Linked DNA regions of Pan troglodytes: all the other regions are linked to region 3. Evidence: chromatin contacts called from public Hi-C data. All regions are on one chromosome and are shown on one strand. The core of a region is the stretch at or near the end of the contact, and the rest is flanking DNA. Distances in the headings are between cores, read along the strand shown.

Region 1 (4,437 bases), core at 596-3,095, 350 kb before region 3:
TATTAACATTATATTAACACATTTTATTAGGCTTAAAAATTAACTTTCTTCTTCTGATTTTAAAATAAATATTTCTGTGTGATCTCTGAAACTGCTGTGGGACCTAGACACTGTGCCTACTGTCCCTTCATGGATAAGTCGGTCCTGATTAGGCCCCACCAGGGCTCCTACTTAAAGTCCTTTGACTGTATCCCCCAGCAAGTAAGATGAATTAAAAAGACCTTGACAGAATCCTTAATTTCTATATGAGCTGGCTGGAATCTATCTTTTTGAACTCTTCCCCATCTGTCTCTTAAACAGAACAAATTTGATACTGCCAGGGGCCCTTGCACTTCAGTTTGTTGAGGCTCAAACATATTCCCTCCCAAATTCTCAATAAGCCACTAACACACAGGTATAGCAAGCCTATGAGTTTCTTGTGGGTTATGCAAATAGGAAACAAGATGACTGGGCTTGAAGCATCTTGCTGGCTGTGTACTTGAGACAGCTATCTGTTAGATAAAGGTGCGCAGGAGACAGAGGGTTATATCACCATAGGTAAGGGCTAAGGAGGGTAGAAGAGCTGGTGTTATCTGAGAAGCAGCAAGCAATGAAGAGAGAACATCACTGCAGTGAGTCAGATAAAGATGCCTGTCTCCTTTCTCTCTTCCTCAGCTTCAAATGAGCCCATTGAGAAGCTGGAACCCAGAAGAGGGAGGATCTTTAAATCATATAGGAGGGTTTAAATTTTAAACCACAATGCATTGGGATTTATTTGCCACAAGGAACTAGACAACTGTGGAATCAGTCTGCCCAATTCCAAGGCCATCATCTTCCCATACCAGGCTGCTATCTCAGCTCTCAATCCTGTTTACCCTTTCTTTTTTCTTTTTCTTTTTTTTTTTTTTTTTTTTTTTTGAGACAGAGTCTCACTCTGTTGCCTAGGCTGGAGTACAGTGGCATAATTTTGGCTCATTGCAATCTCCGACTCCTAGTTTCAAGCGATTCTCCTGCCTTAGCTTCCCTAGCAGCTGGGATTACAGGCATGCGCCACCATGCCCGGCCAATTTTTGTATTTTTAGTAGTGATGGGGTTTCACCATGTTAGCAGGGCTGGTCTGGAGCTCCTCACCTCAAGTGATCCACCTGCCTCAGCCTCCCAAAGTGCTAGGATTACAGACATGAGCCACCATGCCCGGCCAACCCCTGTTTACTCTTGTTCTGGAAGCTGGTTTATTTCCTCCTCCGGGGGGAACCCCAGACTAAAAACAGATGTGTTGTTGATCGTCCAGAAATGGCCTCATGTCTACCATGTATGTACGATGACCCCACCCCATCAAAAGGATTTTTAAATGCCCTTCCCCTATTGGAGGCCCTCAGAATGCTGAGCCAGGCAAAGAAGGTATCACAGGAATCACAATGGAAGCCCAGAGAGGAGAAACGCAGGGAGCTGCAGCCCCACCTTTGTTCCTAGATTAGCAAGGATGGCTGCCAGTCTGCACGCTATACAGAGCTTTGAAAGGTTAATAATTAAGTGACCAAACATGCTTGTTGGCCAAGACATACCTGGCTTACACCTGCTGCCCCAGCTTCATTAGTCATAGCATTCTCAAAAGAATCCCATTCTGAATGATAAATGAAATGGCTGCCTTATCAAACATCCATAGAAATCAATGGTCAGAGGCAACTTCAAGGCATACTTGAACTGGTTCATGACAAGAACAAAGAAAAAGTGCAGACATGAACAGCAGCAGAACCCAGGCAAAGTAAGAAGGAAGCCCTCAGTGAGTGTTGGGGATCACTGTCAGAATTCCTCTGGACTCCCTGGATGGCTGCCATTTACCCTTCAGTTAGCAGACAGCAGCCTAGAGTCATCATTCCAGGGCAGGCTTAGTCATTCTTAACAAGTTCTGCATTAAAGACCTCCTGTGGGGTTTGTTAGAGAAAGAGTGATTCCTTGAATACATGATCCAGGCATCACCAGGTACTTCCCATCTCCCCAAGCAGGTAGACTGAGCTACACAAAGAACAGGGAATTGGGAGCATGACCTTGGTATTTCAATCCCTTTTTGGTCCAAAAACAGTAAAAAGAAAGATTACACATACAACTCTGCTCCTATTTCTTTACCTCTTTAAGGCTATTTTCCCACCTTTTAAAAACACTATCTCCTTTCCAAAATTCAAAATTTGGAGTAAAGTCTATGTAAAATATGTGTCCCCAGTTCTGCCACAAACTTCTGATTCTCAGCGACAGATAATTTTCAAATTTATTACTTCTAATTTCACGCTGTGAAGATTTCCAAATCCTGGTTACAGGGTCTGGTTAAACCCTAAAGGCACAGACACCTGACCCCACTCGGACTCATCATTCTTTCTACATTACCACCTCAACCAAAAGGCTGTTACAGAGATCCCCAGAATGTATTTATTAGAACACCAGATTGCTTATAGGCATTATATGAGAAAACAAGGGTTTTGTGATCAAAGATGTTTATTTAAATGCAGATTTTTACAACCTCAACTTGTCCCTTTACAACAGGTCTTCCCAGAGCTTTTAATGTGCAGACAAGCATGTGAACCTCTGATAAAGAGAGGGAAAATGGAGAGGCATCTTCCTCTGACTTAATACAACCCTTTTTACTTTTGGTAGAAAATCGTAAGGCATGAGTGTTTAAGGAGCACACTTTGGGAAATGTGGTTCTACTAGCCTTACTAGGCAAATATGCTTCTAATATGTATAACTAATACATGTAAAGCACTAATTATATTAATAATGCCATGAGTCCTTTTTTCTTTTTCTGTCTACTGCTATGATAGTTTAATACCATGCTTTCTTTTATTAACACTAAAAAGATGGACATGTTGAATTATTTTATAATTTTCTTTTACAGTTCTGTGAGTTAAGCTGTATATAGCATATGGGTGTATCATTCTTTAGTAAATTACATCTACCTGTGAACTAAACATTGATTTCATTTTGACTTTGTGCCATTGTCTAACTTTGCAAAAAATCAAAATCAAGGAATCAAGGTGCTTCACAAAAGGAACATCTATTTTTTTTTAAAAATCCATTCTGGTCTTGGTGTTCAGTGAACTTTTTTTCACCAAGCTAAAGCAAAAACAAACAAAACCCCCAAATACCAGACATAGAAATGGAGACCTCCCTTCTTCCTCAGGCTAGATTCCTGTTAGATTCCAAAGAAAACTGTGCCGGAACTCAGAATTTTCCTGGCAGCTCTGCATCTCCTTGCTATGCATAGTATTTCTCATATGATTTGAAGAAAGCACTGTGGTTGTACGTTTCTTGAGTGCCTTATCAGAATTATCTTTCCAAAAAGCTCAAGAAAGACAAGCAAAAAATCCCCCAGAGAATGTCTAAGTGACAGTGCTCCATCTGAATATCCTTACAAATTGCTACAATGCAGGTTTACCTGGGGTGCAAGCACAGCAAACACGTGCTTGTAGTCCATTTGCTTTTTTCTCCCTGATACATTTAGAAAGAAGTGCTTAGGCCGAGAGCCATAAAATAAAAACATACAATAAGTCCAAGTCTTTTCTGTATATGCTGTGATTTGATAATCGTATTGATAAAACATTTGTAAAGGCCTTTATTGGAAGGCATGATTCTGATCCATTTTGCATTCTTCCAATTTTCATTTTTGCTATTATATCTAATTGTTTATCTATAACCTAGAGCATTCCAGCAAAAGGGGCCCTTTTAAAGCTAGTGGGAAAAAGGCCACACTGGTTTTCTTAAAGTAACTTCCAAGTATTTTCACTATAAATGAGAGAGAAAAGTTTCCAAATTGAAGAAGTACATAGCTCCCAGAAAGCACACTGAAAACTATGCAGAATAATTTTTGATCAGGCTGGAGGACTGTGCCAGGCTCCAAACAAGTGGTTATTCTGTTGTGACATCTGCCAGGCAATGCTTCCATTGTTCTCTGGAATTTAATTCATTTTAAATTACTCCATCCAAATGATAAAACATGAGATGTGCTATAATCCAGGGGTAAAATGCTATGATTGTTTTTAGTGTGACCACAACTGTTTGCTGGGAGGAAATACAGCCTGTTCTAATTAAGCCCTGATTATTGTCTTCTGAAAAATAGCTAGTTCCACAAATGTGAGTGAAATCCTGTTAAATGGAAGGGTTGGGATAAACACTCTTGACCACTCTGGTATGACTTTAAAGTTGGGAGGGCCATATGCAAAGACTTCCTACAAAGTAGAGCAACAGCCTTTGGAAAAGAAACTATTTTTGGAACTAAAAGCAGCTTGGGATACTGGTTTACTATAAGGTATAGTTTAATATGTGTATCAGTATAGTCAACACATCGTTTTACTGTTCAAAGACTACTGTGCAAATGCCTCCAAATCCAAAATATTCTGCCTAACAAATGCTGTCAAAGTTCCTAAATGGGAACACTACCTTATGGAAGCATTAATGATCAGGCAC
Region 2 (4,451 bases), core at 831-3,330, 280 kb before region 3:
TGTACCTTCAGTCTTGGCCCTCAGCCAGGTCAAGGGTAGAGGAAAGGGTCAGAGGGACCAGCTTGGAGAGAGGATTAGAGAAGAGATTCCTTTGGAGAGAGCTGTTACAGCCCTCTCCCTTAGAGGGAGGCATGGAGGTGCTGCAGGAGAACGTGAAAAGATATTCCTTGCATGAGGGACCATAGAGAACTAGTGCCTGAGTAATGTCTGGGAGAGCAGACCATGGCTGGGTCCTGGCTCCTGCCCGCTGTGGGCAGAGGATGAGAGAGGAGTAACTTGCTGTCTAGGTTCAGGAACCAGGAGGTGCGCTGGGTGGGTTTGGAATGCATTCCCAGAGTTGTTCAAGGTCATTTCCTGTGCACTAGATGTGGGACACACCAGAAAGAGAACCGTTCTGTGGGCCATCTTAGATCTTGTCTGAAAGTGCCTGTGAGAGAAGTGAAGGGATTTTGGCAGGAAGATTGGAAATGTGCTGCTCCTCAATGCCTCAAGTGGCTCCAGGAATGGCGACACATCTGTCAGGGTCAAGGTGACTGCAGGACAGAGGTCCCACAAAGGGACCTGGGAGCAACCCATGGCATGGCCCCTACGAGAAGAGTGCTGCTCTGGCTCACCCAGGGGATGCTTCCCTTGGCCAAAGACCAGACTCAAGTCAAATCTGTACTATTGCTTTACCTCTTCTCCTGCCCATGGCTTTAACTGTGTTGGATCTGAAACAGCAGAGAGAGAGAGTGTGGGGCAGGAGAGCTCCAGGACAGGAGAAGTCAACAGTGTATTCTTATGCCATGAGTCATGCTTGTTCAACATACTGGTTATACAAACCAGAAAAGGTTTTGTCTGTTTTTTTGGTTTGTTGACCTAATTACTAATACACATCTTTACTTTTCTCTTAGAGCCTGATCACATCCCTACCTTTCCATTCCTTCTTTCTGCATCTCATATTTTGTATACACTTCTATGATAGCACTCCATCTTGCATTATAACTGATTGCTTACCACTATTTCCATACTGAAAGATGTGTTCTTTGTGGCAGCAGCTGTATTTTATTTATGTTAATATTCTCTATATCCAGCTCAGTGATGCCATATGGTTGGTATGCAATCAATTCTTGTTAAATGAAAGACTAAATGAATATATGCATATTGATAGGAAGAACTTGGCAAAAGGGAGATATATTTAGGCCTTTTGAAGCCTCTTGAATCTCACCAGCTGGGCTGGGCTCATAGTTCCTGCTTGTAGTTCCATTCACATTCCCTAAAGACCTGGGTAGCTCTTTGAATATTTGGATTTGTTGAGGGGAATCCCAATTATACTCATTAGACAGCACATCCCTGAGGAGGGATGGAAACATTGAGAACACGCTCTCCATCAGGGTAAATAAAAGAAGGGAACTGAGCCACGCCTGTCCAATCTCAACAGAACCCTCTGTTGTACAGGAAACAGTGGAGAAATTGTTCATTTACATCTCATTCCTGATGGAAATATTCCAACTGCAAAGCCAGTGTCAGCTTTGATTTCCTGCCCTGAGAGGAGGCACGGTCAAAAGGCACAAAGTGGGCTTGTGCAGTCGGAGGAATTAGGTTGGGTAAGAAGAGACTCTCACACTCCATCTTTGTTCAATGGTGGAACTTCTAGCTGGGGTGGTCAACCCAGCCCAGCCCAACCTTAGCCTTGGGCGCCTGTGAGGACTCCATTCTCTTAGAACCACAAGATATCAGGCGGAAGAGTGAAGGGCAGACCAGGCCTGAGGGTCAGTGCCCCAGTCCTTGGCTTGCTTCCTTGAAAAGAGCAAGCACTGAGAGGCCCTGGAGTTTTGGGAATCTGAGTGGCCAAGGGCAGGCAAACGAGAGGCCTATTCCTGGGCCTCCATTCCCAACCATTCCAGTTGCCTTGAAAAAGGAGGAATTCAAATAACCTGGAAAAGGCACTTACAGAGCAAAAGCACAGCCAGTTGCTGTCTTACAGCTAATTTTAAGAATGTCCTTTTCTCTTGAAATTTCATCACCATGACTCATCGCACTGCAGGACAAAATTCTGAAGCTCTGAGTCAGACTGGGCACTGGGAGCTGAAGCTCAATGGGAGTTTTACCTAAATAAAGCCTGCAAGCCCAGCCTGCTGTGATACATGCTTATAAATCTGCTGTTTCAGCAATGCACATGCCCTTGCACCTCTGCTGTTCATACAGTTGCCCACACCTTCCTTCTTCTCTTAGACATGAAGCCCCCCTCCCTTTTTTTCTGAACCTTCAGTTAGTATGCTGTATCTTCTGTGATAATTTAGTTCCTTTTCCACATCCAGTCTGCACTGCTATAGGTGCTTTGCTGATACTTGCTGCCTGAACAGGTGTGATGATAAAGCACACGTTTCAGAAAGAATCTAGGATCCTCTTCTCTAAATGCCAATCGAACTGATTGGTATTTAAATTTGGATCTTAGAATGTCAGAGTGGGAAGGAGCCTCATTCTCATGTTATCCACCCTCCCTGTCACTGTAGGTAAGAAATCCAAGACTCAGAGATATCGGCCAACTTGCCTGAGATAACACAGCCAGTTAGGATGAGAATCTAGACAAGAAGCCAGGGTCTGCTCATGTCTACATCTCTTTATTGGACTGCTTCTGTTTTTCTTTATTATATGTCCAGATTAATTCCTAAAAACCCACATCTGGGTATTGGAGGAGGGGGGTCATTTTTTGGGGACCTCTAGGAATGAGAGTGGAAGGCAATGTTCAGGGCTGAACACCTGCTCCTTGGTATCCCTTGAGCTGCAGTCTGGTGACCTGAGAAGGTGGCTGTTGCACCCATGAGGGCAAGAGACCTGGAGATAGGCCATAGGAGGAAAGGTGGGACTGGTAGGGAGTGGCCTGGAGGCTGAAGACATATTCTCTATTCAGGGATGGTGGCAGTGGCAGGTTAATCAAAGCAACAGAGATGAGGAACTAGACCTATGGAAACTCTGTCTTGTCAACTGTCCTGGGACACATGGTGGGTATGGCTGTTATTGTAAATGAAGATGGGGGCCTGCAGTCAGATGGTAAGGTGGCTCTTGCATCAGGCTGTTGAAATCAGAATTTTGGGGGTTGCTACAGAGGCCCATTCACATGAGCTTAGGTGGAAAGAATCATTGTAAGAATATGGAGACCTCACAGGAAGCCAAGGATAGGTGCCATAGTGCAGCCAGGACCCCTTGGGCCTAAAATCAAGACTCTGTCAGGAGCCAAGGTGGCTAGCTCTAGGCTCCATTCTCTTTGGCTCTGTGTCTCTGTCTCCGATCCCTCTCACCCTCTGTCTCTTGGTGCCTTGTCTTCCCTTTTCTCCTGCCTGCAGTGCTCCTCACTGTAGTTTGCCCATGGCTCAGAATGGCTGCCCCTGTATTGAGTCCATCTCATTAACCTTTGGCTCCATAGCTAACTGGCTATGATTTTTCCAGACTCTAAAATCGTAAGAGAGGAACAAAATTGGCTCCGATCTCATATTTGGTTCTGGTCACAGACATCCCAGTTCTCCCCATGGATTAGCTGTTTATGTCAGATGTCCAATCAACTGTGCCTGTAGGGTTAGGGTCTCCAGGGCACAGCGTGTCAGTAGGGAATGGAAGAAGTTTAGACCATGGAGACACAGATTCCAGCTCTGCCATTTACAGGATCTGTGACTTCAGTCAATGCTCCTTACTTCTCTAAGCCTTATGTTCCTACTCATCTGTAAAATAATACCAACTTCACAAGGTTGTAATTGCCTGTTGGGTTCTTCCTGCCCTCTGCACAGCCAAAATCTGTTCACTGAGGTTGGGGCATTGCAGTAGAGAAAGAGTTTAATCGACACAAGGCCAGCCCATACAGGAGAACTGGAATTCTCACTCAATTCAGTCTCCTTGAAGGCTCAGAGCTTAGGAGTTTTATGCACAAGTTGGTGGGTAGGGGGCTGGGAAATGGGTGCTGCTTATTGGTTGGGGTTGAAAGAGTAGAGGTGTGGAAAATGGTCCTCAGGCAGTGAGTTTGCCTCTGGGTAGAGCCACAGGATTAGCTGAGTCATGAGTCAGAGTCCAGGAGGGGTCAGTCTGAAAGATATCTCAAAAAATCAATTTTAGGTTCTACAATAGTGACACTATCTATAGAAGCAATTAGGGAAGCCACAAATTTTATAACCTCTGGCCACATGACTCCTGAGCGGTAAGGGATTATAGAAACTATGCCAACACTTTAGCAGAATTCGGGCCCTTCCCAGAATCCTATTCTAGTTTACAAAGATAGTTTTCGAAAATAAAATAAAATAAAATAAAAACCCCACAAAGGGAGTTTTCAGTCCCCGAGCAAGGAAAGAGTTCATTTTAGGGAGGGACTATTATCATCCTTGCTTTTGAGTTAACCATAAACTAAATTCCACCCAAGGTTATCTTGGCCTATGCCCAGGAATGACCAAGGACAAGTTGGAGGTCAGAAGCAAGATGGAGAC
Region 3 (4,966 bases), core at 947-3,446:
TCCTTCTGGTTCTTTCCAAATTGTGGCAAAACAGGCCTAACCCTATCTTCTCCATTGGCCAGAGAACTGCCTTCTAGAGAGTCCAGGAGCTCCAGAAAATTCCCTTATGACACAAAATTGCAGTGAAGTAATGTAGAAAGCCTTTGCTTGGTGTCCAATAAAGGGGAATCTGAATTTTTGGAACACTTATGCTAGCAACTCCTTGAGAGTTTTATTTGAGAACAAGACTTTTATTTGTCTTTATTTATTCAAGGCCTAGCCCAGAGAAGGCCCAGAACAAACACTCAGCACATACTAATGAATAAATGAATGGCAGTATCTACTGTAGAAAGGTAAATCTTATGGATCGTGGAAGCAGGTGTGGCCTCATAGCAGAGGTTGTTCTGTCCCAATAGGGATCCAGGCCTCCAAAGCCACCGTGGCCAGACCCTGACAGAGCCTAACTCTTTCTGTCCTTCTTGCTGCCTGGGTCAGAAGTTTTCCCTTACCTGATAAAGCAGTAAATTCTTTCCTCCAATAATCTATTGTTCAGCATGGAAACGCCTTTAACTTTGTCAAATATGACTATTAAAAGCAGAAACTACATTTTCAGCATGTCCTTTTGTGCTATTTCCTGAAGCTACAACCTCAAGTACTCAGTTTGCAGGAAATGTAATTATGGAAATCTCCCTCTGAAAAAGAAAACTTCTTTTTCTTTTACCATGAATAGGAACAACCAGCCACACTTTCAGCTGCCCATGGCATTTATGGGCACAAGTCATGTTCCAGCACATCCCTGGACTCATGGGCTTCTCAGAGTGGTTACCTTGAAACAGCTAAGTAGCTTCCTTTCCAGTTTTAAACCCCTAGTGCATAGCCCAAGAGCACCCCAAAAATGCAAGTTAATGATGGAGATAACTTTATTTGCCAAACTTTGTAATTTGGAGCTTAAGAACCACTGTTTTTCCTCTTGAGTTCTGGCCTGTACCAAGTGCAGAAATAGCTTCCCAAAGGAAAAAAAATGGGCAACAGTACCAAATGCTGCTGAGAGGTCAAGAAAGAAGAAGGCTGAGAACTGATTACTGAATTTGGCCACCTGGAGGTACTTGGGGACCCTGACAAGAGGTGGGTCAGTCATTTGATTGGACTGGGTTTCATGGGGACCAAGGAGGAAAGAACTAGATGCAGTTAATATATTCAGCTCTCTAGAAGAGTTTGGCTATAAAGGAGAGCAAGAAATAGGGTGGGACATATAGGACCAAGGGAGGGCCTTTTAAAGATGGAAGTTTTACAGTGTATTTGTATGCTGATGAGAATGATCCAGTAGAGAGGGCAAAATTGAATATGCAGGAAATAGGAGTGGGAACAATGGGACAAGTAGGCAAAAATGATGGGATCCATTAGACAAGTGGTGCTTTAGCTAGAAGCAGGGAGGCATCGATGGTAACAGGGGGAAAAGCAAGTACTTGGACATTGGAGGCAGAGGGTCTGAAGACTTGGTGGTGATAGGATTCAGAAGTTCTGTCCTGATTAGTTCCATTTCCCTTGAGTGTCATTCTCCACTTTTAAGGGCAAAAAATAGGAGCACAGTAGTCCCTACTTCATGGAGTTGTTGGGAAGATTAATTGAGCAAATGCTGTGCTGGTAAGCACATAGCACAGAGCCAAGGCCACAGTAAGAGTGATCAATAAATGGCAGCTGACCTTGCATCCTTTTATTGTAATGTGTGACTCTTTCCCATCAGATTTCCCATTGTTCTGAGCTCCCCTCCCCTTCCAGAGGTACAGCTGAATGTTGACATCTACTGCCTAAGTTCACTTCCCTCTGCCTCTGCTACCACCCTGCTCCGTCCTTCCCCAGAGAAACCCCATAACACCTCTCCTGCTGCCTTCAACTATAGTCAGGAAGGGCTGTCTGAGCAGCAGAGATCATGAAGGGATGGAAGCAAACCTGGGAAGGAAACCCCCAGGTTTCCTTGCTTTGGGTGACTGACAGGGCCAAGCCACCTTTCTCTGTCAGTTTCCTCATCTGTACAACTGTTAAATGCCATGATCTCCAATCCCCATCCAGCACCGAATTTCTGTGAGGAAGCCGAGTTATTCAACCTGCAAATAACCCCAGAAGACGGTTGACACCCAAAAAGAAAAAAGACCCATCCAGAGTGTAGTGTCTGCGAGATCATCTCTGATGGAATACCTTTGGCGCCATCTGGTGGCAAATGCTTTGCGCAACCCCTCCTTTCAGGGAGGCAAAAGGCTGTCCTGAAACAGACTCCGATGAGCAGAAAACTCCCGCTAGACAATGGCAGGAAACTAGTACCTCACCTAGAGAGGCTATCTAGTTCAGTGCATCTCAAACTGGAATGGCATACAAATCATCTGGAGATCTTTTTAAATACAAATTCTGACTCCGTAGAACTGAAATGAAAGAGGGTTTTATGGGCGGAGAGTAAGAAGTATGGAGTTACTTGGAGGGAGGCAGAGAAAATGGGGAGTTCCACATAATAAGTGGACTTTGGAGAAAATTAAGGACAAAGGGGATTTGGGGATTTCAGAAGAGGGTCATACAATGCAATTCTCCTCGCCCTTTCTTTAAGTGATTTGAATACTATTTAAACTGCTTGTTGATACTTCCTTGGATGTCAGCTTGGTGTTTCTTTTGAATGCAGTACAGTGCTGAGCCTGACCATGATATAGTCCAGCTTCATTCAGGTTAGATAAAAAGGTAGATATGGGAAAAGGAGGCATGGTTAAGGATGCCTGGGGTAGCAAGGAATGTCTTGCTGATCATTTGGGCAGTCTTAAGGAATAATGAACTGCAAAATGGTCTTCTAGATAGGTAGAATAGCAGGGGAAATGTACCTAAGTATAAACATGCATGATATGTTTAGGGAACAATGAATAAAGCTACTGGTACATGGAGTACACGGGGAGGCACTGCAGAGGTAGGTTGATACTGATAACATACTTTTCTGTACATAAACTAACAAAAAGTATGTCATGAACAACTGTTTTATAAAAGCCATCACACTTGTAATCATTTAGTAATTTCTTTCCTTACAAACAGAAATGAGCTTGGTCTATTTTGTTACCATGGTATCCTCAGTACCTGAGCCTGGTTCATAATTGATGCTCAAAAAATAAATGAATGTAACAATTTCCAGTGATCTCTGACTACCCACTGTGTTCTACTGTTTTGTGCCCAAGTTTTGGTAAACTGGGAGTTCTCTGATGGCAGGGATCATGTTTGATTCATCTGTCTTCGACAGTGCCTAGCATGGTGCCTGTCACTTTGTAGGCCCTCAGAGGGTGCACACTGTGTACTTTGCGGACCATGGGAAGGATGTTAGGAAGTCCCAGTATCCTTAGCCCTGTCTCTGTGACACTGCCAACAGTTCAGCACTCCCTCTAGGCCACAGCTGTGTGAAGACAGGGGTGCCTGCACCCCATCTTCTGAGAAGTATGATCCTGCATAGAGTCCCGCCTTCTGATGTCCACAATGATGAATGTGCACTTATTGGCCACCAACTGTTTGCTGTACCCCCTATCTCAGCCACTGAGCCAAGTATAAATCTAGGAGAAGGCCCACCCCAGAGCTAGCTAAAAATAAGCCACCTGGAAAACTGGAAACAGACAATATAGAAAATTCACTCATACTCCCACCCTGCAACCATTAGTATTTTGTAAGTTCCTTCTGGATTCTATGTGTGTGATACATTACAATTAGAATCATCATATGCATACTATTTAATGTTCTCTTCCTTCCAGCCAACTCAATGGAACATAGGTTAGTGCTTAAGCACACAGGCCCTAGAGCTTGATTCCCTGGATTCACATCCTGGCTCTGTTATATGATCTTGTACAATTCAGCAAACCATACCTTATTTTCCCAATCTGTAAAATGAGGATGGCAATAATGAGGATTAAATGAATAACTGTCTTCATGTTAAGACATATAAAGTACTTGGAACAATATCTGATGTTAGTGACTAGCTTCACAGCATTTTCCATGTTGCTGCATAATATTCATGATGATCATTTTTAATAGCTATAAAACAGTCTACTGTGTCTACACTGGCTACTTTACTTAATCATTACTCCTCTGTTAGATGTGTAGGTTATTTCCAGCCATTCTGTATTATAAATAACACTGTCATAAACATCCTAGTATATACATTTTGGACTTTTCTATATAGAGATTCTCAAAAGTAGAAGTATAAGGTCAAAGGGCAAAAATATTTTATGCCTTTGCTCTAGATGGGGAAACAGTTCTCCACTAAAGATTGTAGCACTTTAAAACACAAAGTATATTGGAACATTTTACTTTTCATTCCTCCCTCACCAGCCATAGATGACAACAATTTTTTTAATTATCCAAATGTAGTAAGCCATAAATAGTCCTACTTTAATTTCCTTTTGCTTTGTTTTGTTTTGGTTTCACCATCGTGGAGTGTTGCTGATTGTGATTACTTTATTGTGAGCTCTCTGTATCAGAGTCTATACCACTTGCTTTAATAGAGAACACTTAATATTTTTTAAAATGTTAATTGTCTATTAAAGAATTCAAAAGCCAAAAAAGAAACACTAAGGATCTGCTACAACTTCTGAGGCTAAGGGAACAAAGGAAAGAGGAGGTGGCAGTTAGTGGCGTTGGTGTCACTGAGTGGCAGCTATGAGACTAGTTCTCTCAGTGACAGCCAAACTGCAAACTGGGTTCAACTTCTGCTTCAGGAACAAACTGCTGCCATGGAGTTGAAGAACTAAGGCTGTGGGGCTGCCAGATTTAGCAAAACCAAAATGCAGGACACTCAGTTAAATTTTGGTGTTAGAAACAAATAATTTTTAGTGTATTTATGCTCATATTGCATAGGACATACTTATACTTAAAAAAATCTTGTTGTTTATCTAAAATTCAAATTTTACAAAGTGTCCTACATTTTACCTTGCAATCCTAACAAGATGGATGATGCTGGGGTGATAGGGGGGAA

The links. A called contact is a pair of places that touch in the nucleus more often than the background predicts.
Region 1: a contact with region 3 is called in a Hi-C map of stem cell-derived neural progenitor cells, with 3 times the contacts expected there. The contact joins two enhancer-like sites. A contact is called at or near these places in 5 of 7 Hi-C or Micro-C datasets (blood, induced pluripotent stem cells, a lymphoblastoid cell line and 1 more), 1 of 1 datasets of contacts at active chromatin or transcription factors (stem cell-derived excitatory neurons) and 1 of 1 other capture datasets (stem cell-derived neural stem cells).
Region 2: a Hi-C map of stem cell-derived neural progenitor cells shows a contact between it and region 3, with 3 times the contacts expected there. The contact joins two enhancer-like sites. A contact is called at or near these places in 2 of 7 Hi-C or Micro-C datasets (blood and stem cell-derived neural progenitor cells).

Annotation. Positions count from the first base shown.
Region 1 is chr9:88,824,414-88,828,850 of NHGRI_mPanTro3-v2.0_pri, reverse strand. No RefSeq gene overlaps it. Among named protein-coding and RNA genes, the nearest start is that of PRSS23, 20 kb to the right of the region's middle. Within about 2 kb of position 1,845, at least 2 of the 24 cell types and tissues checked have an H3K27ac peak or open chromatin away from gene starts, as enhancers often do. A contact at or near this core is called in stem cell-derived neural progenitor cells, where this site is marked.
Region 2 is chr9:88,754,875-88,759,325 of NHGRI_mPanTro3-v2.0_pri, reverse strand. No RefSeq gene overlaps it. Among named protein-coding and RNA genes, the nearest start is that of PRSS23, 49 kb to the left of the region's middle. Within about 2 kb of position 2,080, at least 11 of the 24 cell types and tissues checked have an H3K27ac peak or open chromatin away from gene starts, as enhancers often do. A contact at or near this core is called in stem cell-derived neural progenitor cells, where this site is marked.
Region 3 is chr9:88,469,766-88,474,731 of NHGRI_mPanTro3-v2.0_pri, reverse strand. All of the region lies in intron 8 of ME3 (malic enzyme 3), which reads left to right. Among named protein-coding and RNA genes, the nearest start is that of CCDC81, 82 kb to the right of the region's middle. Within about 2 kb of position 2,196, at least 2 of the 24 cell types and tissues checked have an H3K27ac peak or open chromatin away from gene starts, as enhancers often do. A contact at or near this core is called in stem cell-derived neural progenitor cells, where this site is marked.